2 separate regions of the Mus musculus genome follow, and region 2 is linked to region 1. A link is a contact called in public HiChIP or PLAC-seq data. All regions are on one chromosome and are shown on one strand. Each heading gives the region's core, a stretch centred on a gene start, on an enhancer-like site or on the middle of the called end of the contact. The rest is flanking DNA. Distances are from core to core; before and after follow the strand shown. Region 1 has its middle 18 kb from the start of Apln. Region 2 holds the start of 9530027J09Rik (RIKEN cDNA 9530027J09 gene).

Region 1 (3,394 bases), core at 800-3,299:
AGGGTTCAGTTCTCAGCACTCACATAGTGGCTCACAGCTGTCTGTAACTCCAGCTCCAGGGAATCAAATGCCCTCTTCTGGTTTCTTTTGGCATCAGGCACATATGTGGTCTACAGACACAACTGCAGATAAAACACTCATATACATAAAAATAAATAAATGAAAACAATTTTAATGGAAAAAAAAAAGAAAGACCGTTGAGGTGGAGGGAGGGGTGCATCCTGAGAAAGATCCGCGCGGATGGAGTCCAGGTGAAGTGCTGGGGGGAGCCCTTGGCAAGCAGTTCACACACTTGGAGCCATAAGTCCATACATTCAAAACGTGTGAAAGGGATTGTGCTGCTGAAGGGATAATTACAGACCTTTTACAGCAATTTTATTTGTTATTATTGTGGCTGTGGCGTGCATGCAAGCGCACAGTTGCCACAGCACATGTGGGAGTCAGAGGACAACTTGGCAGCATTCTCTCTCTCCTCCCACTTTTACATGGCTCCAGAAACTGCACGCAGGTCACAAGGCCTGCACAGCAAATGATTTGCTTGCTGATCTATCCTCCTAACCCTACCAAACTTTTTTTCTTTTTTGGTCATTGCTAATTTAGTTGAGTTCGAGCTAAGACAAGGTCTTGCTCTGTAGACCCCCTGCCTCAGCTTTCCATGTCCTCGGATTTTAGGTGTGTCCCACCACACCAAATAAGGACAGACCTTTGGTGCAGCTGATGGCCATACACCTTCCTAAGTTTCCATGGTAACTGGGAATCACCATAGCTATCCACGTTCTAACAAGATCATATGCCTTTTACAGCTTGCAGCTGTGCAACATTGTGGAGAGATAATACTTCCCCTGACAAGGCAATGTGTTGCATGTGGATAATGACAGGCGCCTTGGGGGGGGGGGCTGTAAGGGGTCTCTAATGACTTGGATGGATCCACCTGTTTCAGCTCATTGTCACCAGAGAGAGGTCATAGGTCATCATTGCTCACAGAATTCTCTGCTGGAACTCATAAGTAGCACCCCTTGTGAAGAGATGTTCACCCAGGTTGGTGCGCCGGGATTCCCTTTTCCCTGCCTTGAGCTTCCTTTGTCCTTCATTAAATGGAGTCAGTCATGCCTGCCTTGATGGCTTGTTCTGAAGAAGACATGATGGCTAACACAGAAAGCATGTCCTAAACTACTGGCTAGCACGTAACAAGTGTGGAAGCCAATTCTGGAAAGTCTGCCCTAAATGCTTTTGCCTGGCCACACAATAGAAGCTTCTCTCCCCTCCCCCCACACACCTTTTTTTTTTTTTTTAACCAACTCCACAAACAGGTAGAAAACCTAGAAGCCCGAGTAGTCTCTGGGATCAAAGAATCCAAGTTAGAAATGATCCAAAGTTGAGACTTTTCAAATTGTGTTCCACAGAATTGTGGGTGCCTGGGGTGGGAGGACACTGGTAGGAAGAAGAGTGAGACTCAATTGGTGATGCCGAGAGCTTTGATACAATTTATCTGGGCTATGGCTTTGCAAAGAGTTTGAAAAGTCTGGCCCAGCATTCCTGGCTTTGCTCCTGGACTACATGAACCCAAGTAGCCTGAAAACAGCCGCAGTGAGAGGCACTGGGCCCAGAAGGTAGCCAAAGCTCTATTTGCTCCCACGTCTATCGGGCCAAGCCCTGTTCCTGTCCCAGACCTTCTTGTAGACCCAGGCTCTTTTAACCTGGCAGTCTGAGAATCAGTAAGGTAAGCAAAATGAGTCTCGTTTCCTTAGGGAAGGAAACAATTCTGGGCCTTCCCTTCCCTTCCCTCTGGAAAGGAAGAGCAGGGGCACAATCCAAAGCACACTGGGCTAGGGGGCCCACCTTTCAGGGCATTCTTTGCTGAGGGTGAAGGGTAGGGGTCTAATCTGCATTCAGGACAAAGCTGACAGGGTGTTTGAGTGTTGTTGTCATAGAGACTCAGAAAGGTGTTATTAGCATCTTTTCAACTCAGTGGCCCTGTGTGGTCCAGTCCCGTGCAATCTTAGCAGTAGCGCGCTGTCACCCTGGCAACCCATTAGCCTAGTGTTGTTACCATGGAAACTCCAGCGCTGTTGATGGGCCCAAGAACTTCCCTGAGGAGATATGCTCTGGGGGATCTGCCCTTGGCAGTGCCTATTCCTCAGGTCTCCCAACTAACAGTTGCCTGCTACTCAGACACTGGAGGCATTTAGGGCTTTTTTTTTTTTTTCTGGAGTAAGCTCAGATTCTGTGTGACAGAAAAAAATTTGGCCCTTCAAAGTGGCAAGTCTATGCTTTGTTACCATGGAAATGCTGCTTTTAAGGCTCTCAATGCAGGATGCAAAACTAACTCTTGCAGGAAATTGAGGCCAGCCAGAAAGGAGGCTGTGGGCTTGCACTTCACACTCTTGGAGCTCGTTCATTCATTTGGCATTAGTGAGCATCTATTAATACACTCGGTGCTGTGGATGCTCAGGGTTAGAACTAGAGACAAGGCCTGATCATCCACTGTCCTCAACTGAAAAGAAGGTCAAGGTGGATAGAACCATTTTTACTTCCCGCTTCAACCCTATCTGGTTCTCAGTCACTGTATCAGGACCATGGGGTAACAAAGAAGCCTAGGTCCCTTGGGGGAATTCTGTGATAAGAGGAGAGGTATCACTAAACGTCAGCCCCTCCCCCAAAATGACATCAAGATTTCTCTGAGCTCAAAGAAATCCTCAGATTTGCTGTGTGAGGATGAACAAGAGGAATATCTGCTATAACCTCTCCCTTACTTGTATCTTTAGGAAACTTAGATCATTGTGACGTCTGAGTAACTAAAACCTGGGTAGACTTGCCAGAAGAGTCCACTGGCAAAGCAGGCTGCCTTTCGAGGTAATGAACTCCTCATTACTGGAGGTAAGCAAGCAGAGACAAAGCAACTGCTCAGCAAGGATTGTATAGATGGTTCAGTCATAGTCCTGGAGGTAGACTGCAGTCTTTAAATCTTGGCACAGCTTACTAACTGTGTGACTATAGGCAATTTGCTTAAGCACATTGAGCTTTGCTTTTCACGTCCACAAAAATGGAGGTGAGAGTTTCTGCCTAGTGTCGTTGTCTTGGGGATTCAATCAGTATGGTAGAAGGAAAGCACACAGAATAGCACCTAGCACGTCAGTACTCAATAAACACTGGCTTGCCTTGTGACATGATGGTTTGGCTGAAGTTCCCACCAAGTGCCTGTTAGCTCTGCATCCTCCTGTACCATCTGGAGAGAGAGAGAAGGCGTCCCACCAAGGGCAGGGCCCTGTACTGACCCCAAGAGCTTTGAACTCCCCAGGAGCATGCTTGTAGTAGCGGTTTTCTTTTCAGGTTGCTTTTAGTTTCAATCTCTTCACTGAGCCTAAAGACCCAAGGGTACAAGGATCATCTCCAC
Region 2 (3,057 bases), core at 437-2,936, 270 kb after region 1:
CTCAGAACCTTATCACAAGATCCAAACTCAGAATATGCTGGAAGGTGTGAACCCCTCTGAGACACACTATGCTACGGTTGCAGCTTTAGACCTTTAGATCACCGGTCCTATTGCTACCATGGTTTTGGGTCTTTACAACCCCCCACCCACCCACCCATTCCATCTGGACCTCTGTCAGGCATGCTACTACTCTCCAAATGAATTCCAAAATGGTTAGACCTCCAGCTGCCTACCTACCAATACCTTGATTTCCATACGATAAGATTTCAGAGAATGTGATAAGTCCCATGTTACATGGTGAATCAGGAACTAGAACCTTAGGCTAACTTGGAAGTCAAAAGTCATACAATTTTTTTTCTCCCAGAATTTCTGAGTGGTAACTGTGTGTGCTCTTACCAATAGTCCTCAGGAAGTACCTGGGACTGGCTGTCAAGGGAAATAAATATAATGAGTAGTGTTCAATGCCCAAAGGACATTTTTTAACTTATGCACTGGCTTGAGATTGTCCATAATCCGCTCCGCTAGCTGTCACTTAAATCGGTAGCCAGTGAAGGGGAATGAGGAACCTCTACCTCCTCCTGCCTCCATTTAAGATACCTCAACATTCTTTCACTCTTAAGCACAAAGCTGCCATCTCTGTGCAAACCAGTTCCCAAATCGAAGCACCAATAAGTGGACAATTCCGGGTCTACTTTCTCGGGACCCTTCTGCGCGATGTTTGCGCCATACAACACTAAAGTGATGCAAGCCACCCCATCCTTCGAAGGCGAGGGCAGACGCTGGAACATGACATAAACGACGCCCACTCCCCGTTTTCCAAGCCCCCAAACGGATTCAATTGTTGTTTCGTGGGGCTCTTTTTTTTTTTTTTTTCCTTTTCTTCCTCCGAACCTCCGAAGTGTTCTTCCTTCCTATTGGCCAAAGCTGCCCCTTGACGCCACCCCGGCTTTGCTTACTGATTGGTCGGCTCTGGATGTGCCCAAGCCTTTTTCCCAGGGTGTGGCGCCCCCCTCCCGCCCCCAACAGGGTTCTGACCCCTGGCTCCTCCCTTCCCCCAACCCCCCCTCCCGTTCCGAATGGTACCGCCCTGGCTCGGCTCCCCCATGGCCCGGCCGCTGCCCTTAGGGCCCCCGGACGGGGCGGGGCACATTGGGGACGGGCAGAAGGCGGTGGTGGCGCCTTCCTGCCGAGCCCGAAGCCACCCCCGCCACCCTTCTACAACCCTCTTAGGTTCCACTTTCCCTTGAGCAGTTTTCGCCCTCCTTAGTAGCCCTGTCCCGTCTGTTGCAGCCCCCACTGGTCTTTTGGTCATCCCAAAGGGCAGCTTTCAATCCCAGCCCTCCGCGCTTGATACACGCCCATCAGCCTCCACCCTTGGGTTCTCGAAAGGCTTTCTCCCCGAGTCTGTACACCCTTCCCCTCCGGGTCCCTCTTTCTAGCGGACTGTCCATCCATCCCCGGGACCTCCCTCCCTGTGTGTGGCCGTTCCTCCCAGCGGCCTCCACTTCACGGTGTCCCCTCCCCTTCGTGGCCAGCGTGGTGGAGCACTCCTGCCCCCCCCCTTTCTCTGTACCCCCGCGCTCTCTTATGCTGTCCCTTCACGTCCCACTCTAAGTCCCTCCCACGCCATTCCCCCCACACACACACTCACACACCCCTCCCTGCGAGTCGTCCCCTGGCGCCCCTCCCCTAGCCCCCGCTTGTCTATGCCCCTCCCACACACCCGGTCCTTTTGTCTCCTCTTTGGTCTCTAAGTCCCCCGCCCCTCCCTCCCGCCCGCCCTCGCTCCCCGCGAGCACGCTCTTATCTTCCCCAGGTCCGGGCGCCCCGCCCCCTGGCCGCGCCCCGCCGGCTCCCCTCCCTCCCGCGGCCCCATCTCCACCCTCGGCGCTCCGCCCCCCCCCCCCCCCCCGCCAATCCCCGGTGGCTCGGGGCCCTCCAGCCGGGCCCACCTCCCTCGTTCCCTGGTTCGCTCCTCCCGCCACAACCTCCGCAGATCCCAGACCCACCCTTTTCGGGCCGCGGGCTCGGGCTCCCGCGCGTTCTCCCCACACTTGCACTCCTCCCTCCGCCCTGCTTTGCTACCTCGCCCAGGCCCCAAAGTCGCCCGGTCCGGGACACGGTGCAACCCGCCCTCGGGGAAGCCTCTTTCTTTGCAATGGTGCGGGCACCGCACGATCGGACCCACAGCCCTAGGAGCACAAACCCAAACTGGGCCAGTCCTGGCCGCCTTTACATAGTCCGGCTCTCGGAACCCGCCCGGGACCTTGTGCCCGTCGGAAGAGTATAGGGACCTGCTGAGCGCGGCTCCTCTGGCCTGCCCGGCGCGCCCAGGGGAGACACTGCGACCAGAATGCCAGGGATGTCTTTACCCAAAGCCTCCTTCAGTCTTCACCCAAAACCTGTGCATTCAGTAGGCTGCTCCCACCTGAGGTCTCGCGCTCAGCGGGCCTAGGTTGAGATGCTGTACCGAAAATCCTCCCAGCATCAGGGGCTGTAGTTTAGTTATGGTCCATCGGGCTCCATCAGTGAAAACAAGTGATAAGCCCTGACCACCCAGGGAGACAGGGGGCATGCACTTCTCAGCCTAGTGCTTTGTATCAACTGTCTGCAGGTGGAGGGCCTGGAACTAAACTCTTTCATCTCAGGTGAGGGTTGTGTCTTAAGTAGAGAACCAAGCCACAGGCCAATAACTAAAAAATATATCTGTTCCATAATGCCGACGTTGGCGGTATCTCTCCCCTGAACCTCTTCTGCCAAAACCTTATTTACGCAGCAGACTGGAAGTTCTTTGAAGGAGGTCCCTGTTCCTCACCCTAGCTCACTCAATGGATCTCTTGTGATTGGCAGATAACTGGATGTGTTTGTTAACTGCCCGCCTTTGTGACTTAAGGTTGTAAACTGGCAAGGGCCAGGACCAGTTGGGGATTACTAGCTTGCGCCAGGCACAGCATGGTGCCCAAAGGGATGGACAAGCAATGGTGTGTAAAGCTGATGAAAGTACTTATGCAGGAGGCAAATGCCTGCCTCTGGGTCTCCAGAACTGTTCCGGAACTG

Evidence for each region. HiChIP or PLAC-seq counts read pairs in DNA pulled down with a chosen protein or histone mark.
Region 2: a contact with region 1 is called in an H3K4me3 HiChIP or PLAC-seq map of forebrain, with 3 times the contacts expected there. The contact joins the promoter of 9530027J09Rik here to the enhancer-like site in region 1. A contact is called at or near these places in 7 of 39 promoter capture datasets (the 3T3-L1 cell line, the C10 cell line, frontonasal cranial neural crest and 3 more), 10 of 484 Hi-C or Micro-C datasets (the G1E-ER4 cell line, double positive thymocytes, embryonic fibroblasts and 5 more), 1 of 115 datasets of contacts at active chromatin or transcription factors (forebrain) and 1 of 9 other capture datasets (embryonic stem cells).

The regions. Positions count from the first base shown.
Region 1 is chrX:48,015,057-48,018,450 of GRCm38.p6, forward strand. No RefSeq gene overlaps it. Among named protein-coding and RNA genes, the nearest start is that of Apln, 18 kb to the right of the region's middle. Within about 2 kb of position 2,050, at least 46 of the 459 cell types and tissues checked have an H3K27ac peak or open chromatin away from gene starts, as enhancers often do. A contact at or near this core is called in forebrain, where this site is marked.
Region 2 is chrX:48,283,740-48,286,796 of GRCm38.p6, forward strand. 9530027J09Rik (RIKEN cDNA 9530027J09 gene) reads right to left here and starts at 1,687. Exons shown (of 4, transcript NR_045916.1): 1 at 1,656-1,687.